3 separate regions of the Neogale vison genome follow, and all the other regions are linked to region 3. Evidence: chromatin contacts called from public Hi-C data. All regions are on one chromosome and are shown on one strand. The core of a region is the stretch at or near the end of the contact, and the rest is flanking DNA. Distances in the headings are between cores, read along the strand shown.

Region 1 (4,702 bases), core at 2,132-4,631, 240 kb before region 3:
TCAGGTCCATTGGCAAGGTTGCAATTCTACCGCTGGATGAAGGGACAAGTTTTACAAAATAAAAAGAACTGGGGTGGGGGGGGAGCATAGCTAATACAAAAATGGCATGTATTCCATGGAGTTACAGAGATTAATTTCAAGCTCAGCCAGAAACACGCATGCTTAATCAATGGCAAGTCACGGACGAATATAATGAAGCCCCTGACAAAAAAATCACGTGAGTGACGAGAATATCCTATGTGTCTCATAGCAGCAGTTGAAACATACACCTAGGGGTGAGAAGTTCCATGAAAATCCTACCCAGGAATCTGTAAGATGCAGGAGAATGTGTGCAGGCGACAGGCTGGAGACGTGGGTACTGGTCAGCAGCAGGCTGTTGGGCATTGACTCATGCCCCATCCCTGACTCTGACTCCCCCGCAAAGTGAGAGTAGATGAGATGAAAAGTTCCTTGTAGCTTTCTAATTCTTTTAATTTCTGATTCCCAGTGCCGCTTCTATACCTATATGCAAATAAAACTCGTGTCTCTTAGATCTGTAAAGTTCTGGATCAGTCACCTCTGTTGGTCTCGCAGCTTCAAGCTGTGACCACACTGCATGCCTTCCGTCTTCAGCCCTGCCAGCTTCTCATGGTCCGTCTGACCTACTGTTGTTCCCAAAGACTTAATCGAATCCCACAGCAGGCTCCAAGCCTGCTGCCACTGCCTGCTAGCTATGTAACATTGTGCGTGGTCCCTAATCTCTCTGCAACTCGGTCTCTCCATCTGTAAAATATGGATAATGATAAAATTACCTCACAGCTTGTGGTGATTAAATGAGGTAATACTGAAGAGCGCTTACAACAGGGCCTACACGTACTGGGCACTCATCAAATACTAGCTGCTTGAATAATGATTGTTCTTCTCTTTCACCCTATACCCATTTTTAAGCTTGACATGTGTGAGGCCATAACTGTGCTAGCTTGCTGGGAAAACAACAGAAATGGAGTGAATTTATGACTCAGGCACTCAGTGAATCAAACCATAATGTTACAGCTTATGCTCAACTCCATTTAACAACTATTTATTGAATGTCTTCTTTTTTAGGAAAATATTTTTTTAATTTCTTTGACACAGAGAGAGAGCACCAGCGGGGCAGTGGCAGGGAGAAGCAGGCTGCCTGCTCAGCAGGAAGCCCGATGTGGGGCTTGATCCCAGGATCCCGGGATCATGACCTGAGCAGAAGGCAGATGCTTAACCAACGAAGCCACCCAGGCGCCCCTGTACGTCTTCTTTGTGCAAGGCAGCAGGAAGGCATGGAAAGCCCTTGGACTTGGCTCTGGCCTTTTAGTACAGCACAGCAGAGGAGGAAGACGTGTGCATGAGCTCTATGCATAGGCACCATATCAAGAAGTGGAGCCTACGGTGACTTGTGAGCCTAAGGGAGGATTCCTAGAGCAGACAGGGTCCGGGCTGGGATCTTGGGGAAAGGAGGAGTAAGCCGAGCGAAGAGGGTGGCAGGGAAGGATGTGCTCTAGGCAGCAGGGAGAACATGTGCAAAAGCCCAGTGGCATGAGAAAGCATGGCTTGTTCTCAAAATGGACAGGCGTGCAGGGCAGTTATGAAGACATGGGCCTGGGGAAAAAGACAGGGCCAGGACACTTCTAAGTGCCGTAAAGGGAGGCTGGGTTCTGTCTCAAGGGCAGTAGAGATGACAGAAGGGAGTCTCTCCACCAGATTTAATTCCAGCCAGTGCTTGCTCGCAGTGGGTAGCGGGAGATGGGACGAAGTGAAGCAGGAAGCTGAGCTAAGCCAGAGCCGGTGGTGGCCTGGCCTGGAGCAACGGCAAGGAGGGTGGCTCAGCTCTGAGAGACGTTCAGGAAACAGAATCAATAAGCCTGGACGTGGGGAGTCCAGGGGAGGGATGAGTCAGAGATGACTCGCGTCTAGTCTCTGGATTGGTGCACCAGGAAGGAGAGGTGGGAGGCGGTGGGGGGGGGGCTTGATGCTCCTCCAGGAGATAGGGGGCCCTGGACCAGCAGGCATGTGGTAGCAGGCGGAGGGAAGAATCCAGGAATGGTGGGACCTATCTGAGACATAGTCTAAGATGCCTGACACACAGTGAGGAAAACACCTCTACACACAGATCGGAAGCTTATGAGATCACTCATCATCAGGTAGTAATTTGGGAACCTAATTTTCTCCTTAAACCGGCCACCTCATGTAAAAGGCCGATTCTTCTCTGTCCTCTGAGCCCCCAGTCTTCTTCTGACCCTCTCCTAGGGCCCCACCCCTTCTACCTGGCATTGAGTTACTTACTTTGAGCTCCCCTCCTCTGGGGCTAAGCTCAAGTTCTGTTCACCTTTGTCCTCCCCACATCACCAAGCTCACCGCCACGCACAAGGCAGGGTGTGCAGAAATACTTGCTGACTGAACCAAAGGAACAACTTTTGCCTGAAGGAAGACATTCTGTAACTGGTCAACCCTCAGTATAGCTCTACTGCCAGGCAATGGTCTGTTCCCTTAATCTCCTTACTGAGCTGAGTATTCTAAGGAGGCAAAATACATACACCTATTCCCAATCCTTGCAAGAAGTTTCTGAATACAGAGAGAAATTGCAGACAAAAAGCAAACATCCCTCTTGCTCCATGTCCATGGCAGGACCATTTGACCAGAACCACACAGGGAAGTGATGGAAGTAGGAGCTGATGGGTGCCTTGCTTCACAGGCTCTCACTGAAAACACTACCTCAGTACTTGGAGAGGCCAGAAAGCGTCTTGGGTGCAATGCAGCAAAAGTGATTTACTGCACCGCGTATGAAACCAGGTGATAGGGCCCTGCCTTGTCCCTAGCCCTCCAAAATTTGGGGGACCCACTAAGAGATTTTCCGTAAGCTACTGTATAAAAAACTACCTACCTTTGCACTCCTTGGGGGCTCGAAAGACCATTTTCGAATGAAGTCTGGGTGGTACTAGCAAGGTTAAACTGCCAAGCGTTTTTGCCATGGTCAGAGAACCCCATCCCTTCCCCGCCTCTCCCCAGTTCCAGGAAGGTCGGAAGGAGGACAGGTGGGAGATTCAGGGCCGCGGAAGGAAGACATTCCGGGAATTCCCAGGAGACGGAGAGAAGCGCTGCTTGGAAGAAGCAGCCGCCATCCCCTGCAAAATCCTCCCCAGGTCATTAGCATCTTTGCTCAGATCTGTGCCTTTACAAGAAAATTCAGAGGAGGAAGTTCTCGACTGCGAGGTATACAGCTAACCTGCAGCCTCGAGCCCTCCCCGCGGCTCAAAAGAGAAAAATCGGGAGCCAGCCTCGGGCCAGCCTCGTACCTGGTGTCCGGAAGCGGTCCCCGCCGCCAGCACCTCCTGATTCTGCGCGCTACCTCCCCGCACTGGCAGAGCCTGCTGGTTCGGGGCGGTGCCGGTCCCGCGGCGCGCATGCGCCACGGCTTGCCCTCTCCTCCGCCGGGCGTGCCCGGCACAGGCTGCGGACCCGAGGCCAGTCGGTTCCTCCGCCGCTCGCTCTTTCTGCCCGGCTTTCCGCTCTGGCTCTACAGCCGTGCAGGGGTCTGCTGCCTCCTGCCGGACCCGGTAGGACGGGGAAGCCCCCGCAGAGAATAGGTCTGGGTGTAGCTGGCATCCCAGAAGGCGGAGTTTTAACCTTGAGGTTCGTCCACCACTCAGAGGACAGCAATCAGGCCTTTTAGATTCTTGCCAGCGACTGTCCCCATTTTCAGTGCGGGAGCTAAGGTTCAGACAGATGGGGTGACTGAGTTGTCCACGGTCTCAGGTCCTAAGTGGGGTACAAAGGTTAGAGCCCAAGTTTGGTTTCTAAGCCGGAGCTCCCTTCGTTATATCACACACATTATATCACTCCCTTCAAATATCTCCGCTCCAGAGGTGGAGGGGAGCTCAGGATCCCGGTTTTATACTCCACGCCCAGGATTTGCTGGGCCTAATTAAGGGAAGGGAAAGGTAGAGACTGACAGACGTGCAATGCACTTTAAGTCATGGCTAGTCTCAGGATGGATGATCCCGGAAATGAATTCAGTGGATTTGGAATTGTTCCTCCTGGCAACAAATGCTCATTTCACGCCAGTTTTGCCTTCCAAACCACATACTATAACTCTAACCAGACTCCTTACCCTAGCCTCCCCCAACCCTCTCTCCAGACTTCCAGGACTTGCCCTATCCAGAATAAAAGTAAAACCCCTCTTGGAATGCTTCCCTTATCTTTACCTGATAGGACCTCCACTAAATAACTTGCCCCTGACTTCAGACGTCAGTGCCTGGATTTATAAGATGCTGCTCAGAGATCCCTTTGACCCTGTCACTGAGGTATGGGAAGCTGGAAACAGTCCCATGATATTCCTACTCAAGGCATTTTCACCTAAACTTAAAAGAATAAATTTCTATGATGGGAAATTCCATATTCTTGGACATGTGGGTTCACAAACGTTCTTAGGCAAAGAGGTCACTGTCCTCTCAATTCATATGCCAGCTAATAATAAGGTTAGAGCGCAAGGCGAGGGTACCACCAAGCATACTTCTCTCTACCTATTTGTCAAGCTGTCTATTCATGATCCCAGCAGAGACAGATGGCCCTATGATGAGCCATCAGCTGCCTTTGGCAATCTGGAAAAACACAAGAACAATAAAAAACAGGATTTCCAAGGAAACCAATTTTATTGAAATACAGTTATGAAATTATTAAAAATTTATATCTG
Region 2 (4,398 bases), core at 386-2,885, 150 kb before region 3:
TGAACACAGTGTAAAGAAGTTGACAGTATCCCACTTTTTATAAGAAATTCCCACCACAATATCCTCTACAAATGATCATGGGGAAACATGAGCAAAGTATTAGGTTGAACCATCTGAAATGCTGGTATTCTAGTTTTGAGCTATGGAGAAACTGATTGCATAGGGTTCAACCTAATAGATGTGGCTGCAGTTTGAAATTATGAACACCTTTTCATAGATGAAAAATTAAGATGCTCTACAGTTCTTGATCTTTCTATTCCTCATGAGACTTGGGTCCAGCTGAAGAAAGGTCAGCCTTGAAGTTAAATGTTTAGTCGAACATAGGCATTACTTTTTCATTTCCTGAAGTCATACAAATTAAAGACCAAAGGTTGTATGCTAAGTACTGACAAGTGAAGAAACTTCAGATGTCAAATTTATCTAGGAAGTCAAGGCCTGTCTCAAGCACATTTTGTACACGTGCCATGTTTAAGAAATCGTATTTACTTACAAGTGAAGTAACTGTGGACCTAATGAAAAAGAGAATAGGAATTAAAGAGTTCTTTGTTCATTTTGCATTTTTGCACATCTAGAAAGTGATTAGTTGGCTCCTTCATTACTGGTAGGAATGAATCCATTATTTGCCTATATAAATTAATTTATTAAAAATACATTTTGTCCTTTCCAGGAGTACTTTTAAAACTTAATATTAAATAGAAACTTTACATGAGACAGTGCCTTCTTTTTTTCTTCTTCCGTGTTTATTCTTCAGAGCAATTAATATTTGAGGCAGACTTTGGGTAAGACGTGTAGAACTAATTTATAGTAGCACAAATGTCTCAGAAGTTAGCAGAACTGCACCCATTCATCCACTCCCCTCATTGGAAAACAGGCCACCCCGGGGCAGGTTTTTTTGTTTGTTTGTTTGTTGCATTATTCCCAGCAATCCGAACTGTGCCTAGATCACTGCCAGCTCTCAATAAACACTTGGTTGACTTGATTCATTGAGCATCCGTGCCGGGCGCTGCGGCCAGCGGGAAGGCCCGCCGGCAGCCCTCCTCCCTCCACCGAACCTGCGCGGCTCTCGGCGCCGCAAGGAGCATCCGGCTACACGACCCACCCCGCTCCGCCCGGCCGCGGCCTCCCCGGCCCTTCCCTTCCCGCGGAGGAAGAAGCGAGCGCCGAGAAGTGGGAAACCCAGGCCCACTTCCTGTCCCGGCAAGGCTGGGCGTCAGCGCCCCCCGCGGCCTGCTCCCTGGGCGCGGCAGGCGGTCGGGCCACAGCAGCGAGAATGCGGCGGGGCGCGGCGGCGGCTGCGGCGGCGGGCCGGGAGACAGTCGCCGGGCTAGAGGACCCGGGTTAAGGGACCCGGGCCGCGCTCGCCGCCCCGCGCGCCGGCCCCGCCCCCTGCGCGTCCCGGCAGCCAGAGGGTTAAGCGCGCGGGGGGCGGGGCCGCAGCGAGGCCAGCGCGCGGAGTGCGGGCCGCGGGTGGGGAGGGGGCTGCGGCCGGGGGCGGTTCCGGGCGGCGGGGGCGGGGGCGGGCGGAGGAAGGGGGCGGGCCCCAGAAGTTGTTGGGCGCTAGGCCGGCGGGCGGGAGGGCGAGCGGGGCAGCGGGGCAGCGGGCCGGCGGGCGGACCGGGCCGGGGCTGGAGAAGTTTGCGCGGCGGCTCGAGAGCGCAGGGTGCGGGCCCCGCCGGCCGCTGCGCGCCCGCTGCCATGGCTTTCCGCAGGAGGACGAAAAGTTACCCGCTCTTCAGCCAGGAGTTCGTCATCCACAACCATGCGGACATCGGCTTCTGCTTGGTGCTCTGCGTCCTCATCGGGCTTATGTTCGAGGTGAGCGAAACTGGGGAGGGGGTGCCCCCTCTTGTGCGTCGCCCGGCGTAGCCCTGCAGGTCCCGCGGGTCCCCGTCAGAGCCGGGGCGCCTGGCTGCCATGTACGCTCTCCGCACCCCGGCTTTGTGCACTCTGCGCCCCCTTGGCCTCCTGGTCAGCCCGGACGCCACCCCTCAGCTCTGCGCCCTGCCAGCCGTGCCCTGCTCTGCCGCCCCCTTGAGCACCCACCCTATCCTGCAGCGCTCTCTGCAGCCCTGGATCCTAAGCCTGGCCTTGAATAAACCGCAGCGCTGCCACCCTGGCCCGACGAGTGGGGTTTCCTTTCTGGTGTCCTGGAGTCAAGCCCGGAGACTCCCAGACCCGCGGTCATTGCACAATTCCCCCTCTCAGGCGGTGGCCGCCAGCTAGCTCCCTCTGGCTTTTCCAGTGGGAGGGACCTTGACTCTTTTCCACGTCTCACCTGGTTTTCCAGCTCTAATGCATCCTCACGTCTGGGATATGCTCAGGGTGTTCACGTGTGGTCCTGGCCCCATCCCAGCAGTGCCCTTCTGCCATCCTCCTGCCCCTTCTCCCTTTTTTCGCCCTTGCCTAAGAGGCCAGGTTTCATATACCCTTTATTACTCTGTGGACTGTTCATTTAGATCCATCTATAGTGGACCCAGAACTTCTCCCCTGTTACAGGGGCATGGAGAGGGACAGGGATAGTCTCTGTTTTTAGGGGAAAGGTGATTCTCTCAGAGCTATGGGGGACAGGGGCTGGAGAGGATGGGTCCTCACCGGGACAGCAGTGCCCTGGTGTGGGCCTCACCAAGCAGAGTTTTAATAAGGCCCCTGGGGGTCAGAATCCAAGGGAATGATTCTCTGCTCCGGAGAGGGAGAAAAATGTGATATCCAAAGTGGAAAGAACTGGAGGAAAGTGAGTATTGGGCTTGCTCTGGTATATCTTGTCTCAAGAGTGAGATTATGTGAGTGACACTCCCCTCACTCTCACGGATGATGTCCCCTCTGAGGCGTGCCTGGTCCTCCCTGCTGGCTTGTGTTGCTTATCTGTGTTCTTGGGCATGGGTTAGGAAGCTGTAACCATTTATAAACAGCCTTGGAATTGGAGGCTTCCCAGTGTGGCTAATTTCTCCTTCAGGAGCCCTCTCTCTCTCAGTTCCCTGTCTCCCTTCTAAGGAGGACAGGGGTTCTACTTAGCCCTGAAGCTGTTCTCAGGCTGGGGACACTTTCATGGTGGCTAGTCAGGGTTGGATGTGTGAATGCACCCTTGGCTGGGCTTCGGGGTCTGTAGGAAACAAACTTGGGACCAGGATTGGGGTCTGCTGTCCAGATTTTGCTAGTGCTCCTCCACTTCTGTCCCTCCGTCCTTCCTTCCCCCACCCCATAGCTCTCATGGTATATTCACCCTGACTCTGTCAAGCCAGGGTCGTCCCCGGGTCCCTGTCTGCTCTGTCAGTAGTCAGACTGCGGAGTTGACCCACAGCCTCAGTTTCCCCTTGGCGAAAGAGGTTAGTAAAACCTGTCTTCTCACAAGGTTATTGAAAAGTTTAACTGAGATCATGTAAGCAATAGAATAAGAGCCCAAACAGAAGCTACAGATGTGAAAACATGTCGCTTGCTGCTGAGACCCTGTACTGTTGATCATAGTACTAGCTTAATGAAACAAGAATTTTGTTTGGTGGCAGTCCATACCCTCAGTATCGGTTTGCTGTCCTCTGTTCTTAAGAGGCCTCCCAGCGCTGTGTCACCAGTCTTGGAGGGTGTGGTTGGAAAGACACACGTGACAGCTGTAGCCCTCAGAGCCACAGGCCCTTCGGCCAGCGGGGTCTCTTGCATACTTGCGCCTCTGCTGCATTGCAGGCAATTGCTAAGGTTCGTGGCTCTGTGGGTTTTATCTTTGCTTGAAAGAGCTGCGTAGGGTTTGAGGTCGGTACCTCCTTCCCTGTCCTGCCTTCAATCTTGTGGAAAGTCCAATTCAGGAAACCTGGAACTTTGTGGCAGTTGAAAAGTGCTAGGAGCCCTACCTACCTGCCAGAAGAGAAAGGTCCAGGATGGAGGACGTAACAGAAAAGCCCCCCCAACCCCCGTCTTGGGATTGGCCTGGAGAGTATGGAAAGGGCCCTGGCAGAAATGCACTGCCGACTAACTCCCTCTTCCCACCACCCTCTGTCTGCCAAATCTTAGACCAGCAGCTGTTGGCTTTACAGCGCTGGGCACCTTTTCTAGATGGTGCGTCTGAGGTCTGTTGTGGAATTGTCCATGTATGCTCGTATGTGAGGACAGCGCAGGACTTACTAGATCTCACTTAGGGTCTTCTGGGTTCTCCCCTGGCGGTGTGGTATATGTAGGGATGGGTATGGTGGGGGAGGGGCAGTCCAGCACTTAACAACCTTTTTCCTAGAAGTGAGAACGGAATGGGGTGGAAAGGGAAGGGGAGATAGGGAGAGAGGATGTTAGGCTCTGGGGTTTCTAATTTGGGCAGAGCTAGAGTTCCTTCATTCAGGAGCTGAGTCAGGAAAACACAGTTATGATTCTTCCCACAAGGAGTGACTCTCCTGGCTGTTCCTTCCTCTGGTATCCTCT
Region 3 (4,724 bases), core at 76-2,575:
TACATATTTTATCTTACCTTCATACCCCTGGAAAGGAGCTTTTAGCTTAAATTATTAAACTATACAAATACAAATTATTATTGTCTTATCTATGATAGTTTACTGAATCTCAACATTGATCTTCAAGCATATTTCTGTAACCAGGTTAAAATCAAAACAAATACGAATAATTTTGTCAAGGGCTAAGCCATGTCAGAAGGGGAAAAAAAGTGTTTTTTTTTCCTCTTCAATTTGGTCTACAGAACACAAAACAGTTAAAGTAGGGAAGGAGCAAAATAATCAAATCAGGAATATTTCATTAAAATGTTAGAAAAGAATAGGAGTACAGGAAGGAAGAAAAAGAATACAGCTAATCAATTGTGAATGAAAGGATTGGAATGGAATTATCTCCTGTAAAGCAGGGAGAGATGGTTTGGGAGGAAGATAGGCAAGTGTTGAAAGTCTAACTTTTGGAGAAACAGCAATTGAGAAAGAAGATAAAACCGGACGGGGAGAAGGTGGGACTAAGTTGTAGAAAAGTCGGAAGTGCTGAACGGAAAGGGGGTGGGGCTAGGTCGGAGCACAAGCGAGGAGAGCGGAGACCGCGTAAAAGCGCCGGGTGGAAAGGAGAGAATGAGTGGAAATGATATGTATGAGACAGGAAACGGAGCTGGGGGGGGGGGGTGTTCGATGAGTGGGTCCAGGATAAGGAAGGCGAAGGCGGCGAGCGGGAATGATGTGCCTGGGAGATGGGCAGGATGGGGCTGTGAGAAGGAGGACCAAGATGGAAGGAGACTGAGTGGGTGAAGGGGCTAGGCTGGGGGACTGAGGGCGGCTAAGAAGGGAGCTGGGCAGAGAGGGGTACGGTGTGGGAGAAGGAGCTGGGGGGGAACCTAGCCAGAGCTTGGGAGGAAAGGGGGGGGTGTAAAAGAGATCTAGAGGAAGAGGCAGTGGCTGAAAGCAGGGCAAGAGGAAGAACGGGGCGAGGACGACGAGAACGAAGGAGGCCAATAAATGCCTGGATGGAGTGAAAAAGCTAGAGAGGAAGGAGCGGAGAGCCAAGAATGGGCGAGAGAGGATGAGGCTGGAGGGGGAGGACGACGGAACTGTGGTGGCGGACAGAGAAAAGTTGAGGGCAGAGGACGGGTCTGAAGGGAGAGAGCAATTCCGGGTGGAGAAGGCAGGTGCACCAAGGGGCGAGCCCTGCGAGGCCGCCAGGGGGTGGGGTCCTCACCGTGGAGTCCTTAAAGGACGTGCCCGGGAGAAAGGGCAGGCCATGCACAGGGTTGGACACCATCGCGGCCGCTTTTGCCGCAGCCACCTGGGTCGAGCGTTGGCCTTCCCGGTTGCCCGGGCGACGAGCCGCGTCCGCCGGCCTCGCGAAGCTCCATGGTGATGCCAAACATCCGGCGAGGCGCGCGTCGGGGCGGGGCCTGAGGCGCGGGCGCGAAGGGTCTGCGCGTGCGCCGCCCGCGGGCCGGGAGTTCAGGCGAAGAGGCAGTAGAAGCCACAGGCGCGGGGAAGTGGGAACTGGTGGGCGGGGTGGGAGGAGGTGACTGCGAAGAGGCTGCGGTCGTGGCCCGGAGGTCCGAGGGTGGGAGCCGGCCCTTAGATGAGTTACAGTGGCGGGGAAGCTGCTTCCTTCCGTCCACCCAGCCCTCACCGCTCCCCGCCCGCACTGTGAGCTCGGGCCCCTCTTCTCCGAGCCCTGCGCAAAGGGCTCTTGTCCCGGTTCGCACCGAAGTGTAAATGGCTGGTTCCGGTTGAAAGTGACACCCGGTGCCGGGGCTTGTTGGGGGCCAGGGGCTGCGGATTATTCATGGTTGTATCTCTTGCTCAAGGATGTTCAGTGAACTACTGCAACCGTCTCGTCCCCGATCCTCCCACTACCGCATTATCATTTTCCATCTTCACCTCTCTCTATCCTACGGACAACAACAGCCGCAGCCTCCCAATTCTTGAAGGCTGAGCCTCGCCTATTCACCCCAGGACACTCAATATTCGTTGACTAGAGAGCTATAGGGTGCTTATCTCAATTCTCCCCATCTCTATACGGATCGGTCGCTGCAATGCAAAAATCCGATCCACATGGGGAAATACATCCCCTTCGAAGAGATAACTTAAGTCATGAAGAAGCGAGTAAGTGGGTTGAAATACCGTCAGGATCGTAGGCATTCTCGCCTTTGGGGATTTTTATAAAACTTGTTTAAATTATGATTTCTTAAAAGAAGTATGATCCCGTTCCTGAAGCATTTTCAGAAAAGCGAGGGAAAAAACCTATCCGTCAGCCCCGGGGAGTTTAAAAATAAAAACAAAAAGCGAACAAAACCCTGGTGCCAGAATATGGGATTCATTAGGTCTGAAATAGACCCCAGGAATCTGATTTTTTAAACAGCTGTTTCTGATGAGGAGCCAGTTTAGGAACGTGATAGAGTAGCAAGCCTGCCGCAGACACTGTAACTCCACGTCATGGGTAGTTTAGTGCTAATGCAGACAGCAGCTTTAGTTTTATTGCTGCTTGTCAGACAAATCCCCCTGTTGGGTTTCACTAATGGGCATGAAGCTCAGGGGACCCAGGATATGAATCCACTGATGGCACCTGAAGCAGTTATTGGTGGCTGCCTCCACATCCTGCCCAAACAGTTTCTTTTCTGCTAACCCAGTCTCTCTCCTCCCTACTTCTGTTTTCCTGTTCTTGTCCCCTTGTCTTTTCTTACCTTTAATTTTTTAAAAATTTTCTATTAGTAAATTACCTTAATGTGGGCATTTAATGCTTTTTAAAAAATCAATTACCATTGCTGAATTTACCGAAAACTTTGTAAGTATCTGTCCATTGCATTATATCATAGCCACTTACCTAGGATGCAAGTCAGTTACTGGAAGAATATTTCAAAATGGCAAGTTCAACTTTCAAAGAGGTTGAGGATGCCTCTCTCACTTCTCTCCACCTCACTGATGCTGAGTACCCAGAAACGCTGCTAGCTATAATCCTTGCTTACTCTTGATGATAACCTTTAACTCTTACCAGTTATATGATCCTGTCCTCCCCTCTATCTTAAAAAGAGTAAATCCAGGGTATTAGGGTACACCTGAAAGAGCACTTCCGGACTAATTGCATGGTTGCACTTGGGTCTATATTCCCTAGATTGGGTAGGGAAAGAGTCCATGGGGGCTGGAAAGGTAAGCCATGTCTAAGCTTATTGTCCATTGTGACATCTGTTTCTATTTGAGGAGTGGCCTCTGCTCAAATGTCTTTCTGTTCTAGAAGAACACACTAGTTAAATGGTTAACCAAGTGTGTTTTAACTATTTTCAGACCCTGGAAATGTGTGGTGAGGAAAACTTTTCTTGGTCTATATTCTCCTAAAAATGCCATCACCTCCAAGGAGAGGAAGCTGGGCAGTGTTGATAAATGCTAAAAATTACAGGGACAAGTCTGTAAAGAAGTGGGGGAAAAATTAAAAAATAAAGGTAGGGTTTCAGAAAATTTCTTGAACCCTGATTAAAGAGTTTATATCCAGGGTGCCTGGGTGGCTCCGTCGGTTAAGTGTCTGCCTTCAGCTCAAGTCATGATCCCGGGATCCTGGATCCAGCCCCATGTCAGGTTCTCTGCTCAGTGGGAAGTCTGCTTCTCCCTCTGCCTCTCCCCCTGCCCCTGGCTTGTGCTCTCCCTCTTGCTCACTCTCTCTATCTCTCTCCCTCACTCAAATAAATAAAATATTTTTAAAAAAGAGTTTATATCCTGGGGCACCTGGGTGGCTCAGTGGATTAAGCCTCTGCCTTCAGCTCAGGTCATGATCCCAGGGTGCTGGGATCGAGCCCCGCATCGGGCTTTCTGCTCTTCGGGGAGCCTGCTTCCTCCTCTCTCTCTGCCTGCCTCTCTGTCTGTCAAACAAATAAATAAAATCTTAAAAAAAAAAGAGTTTATATCCCATTTCACCCAAATATGACTACTCAGCATGGATCACACTTCAATTTGCACTCATCATTTTCTACTTTGTGCAATATACAGGAGAGAGTAGGAACCTGACCATACCTGGCAGCTAAAGTAAAAAGTGCCATGGTCCATGGAGCACTTGGGTGGCTCAGTCATTAGGCATTTGCCTTTTGCTCAGGTCATGATCCCAGGGTCCTGGGATCAAGGGTCCAGCTGTCTACTTCTCCCTCTTCCACTCCCCCTGCTTATGTTCCATCCCCCCGCCTCTCTCTCTCTGTCAAATAAACAAAATCTTTAAAAAAAAAAAAAAGTGCCATGGTCTGAAGGCTGTGCATAAAGCGTGGACTAAGAAGACCACAGAGATATTGCATGACTTCAGCAGGTGTTTCAAAACTTGGGGAAAGGAAAATATGGAAAGATCAGTCTGCCAGCTGACCAAAGCTGAAAGAGGGCCTCATGTTGGATGACAACTCCCAGGAACTGATGGGTATCAGACTAGCAGAGGTTAAAATAAAGAAGTTGCCTAAATTTAGCATCTCCTTTTTCAGCATTTTGCCCAGAGCACTGGCTTTATCCAGAAATTGTTTGCAATCCTGTGATATTCTTGAGTACCTAAAGTCACCGGACATACATCAAACAGGTGTGTGCGTGCGTATTTATGCAATGATTTTTGAGGTGCTCTACTTCCCTCTGCTGGATAAAAATGGTACAGCATGGTTTTTGGAAAACTATACACCTGTAAATTTGAAAGTGCAGGGGGAATGGCTAGTTAGTGACCGTAGTGGTAAGACCTTGCAGGGGAGTGTCCC

Evidence for each region. A called contact is a pair of places that touch in the nucleus more often than the background predicts.
Region 1: a Hi-C map of tongue shows a contact between it and region 3, with 8 times the contacts expected there. The contact joins the promoter of TMEM14A here to the promoter of EFHC1 in region 3. A contact is called at or near these places in 3 of 3 Hi-C or Micro-C datasets (fibroblasts, muscle and tongue).
Region 2: a Hi-C map of muscle shows a contact between it and region 3, with 6 times the contacts expected there. The contact joins the promoter of TRAM2 here to the promoter of EFHC1 in region 3.

Annotation. Positions count from the first base shown.
Region 1 is chr1:98,781,072-98,785,773 of ASM_NN_V1, reverse strand. It overlaps TMEM14A (transmembrane protein 14A), which reads right to left and starts at 3,381. Exons shown (of 5, transcript XM_044252873.1): 1 at 3,306-3,381; 2 at 1-32. The coding sequence starts at 10.
Region 2 is chr1:98,687,353-98,691,750 of ASM_NN_V1, reverse strand. TRAM2 (translocating chain-associated membrane protein 2) reads left to right here and starts at 1,635. Exons shown (of 11, transcript XM_044252850.1): 1 at 1,635-1,815. The coding sequence starts at 1,696.
Region 3 is chr1:98,535,318-98,540,041 of ASM_NN_V1, reverse strand. EFHC1 (EF-hand domain-containing protein 1) reads right to left here and starts at 1,325. Exons shown (of 13, transcript XM_044252827.1): 1 at 1,214-1,325. The coding sequence starts at 1,276.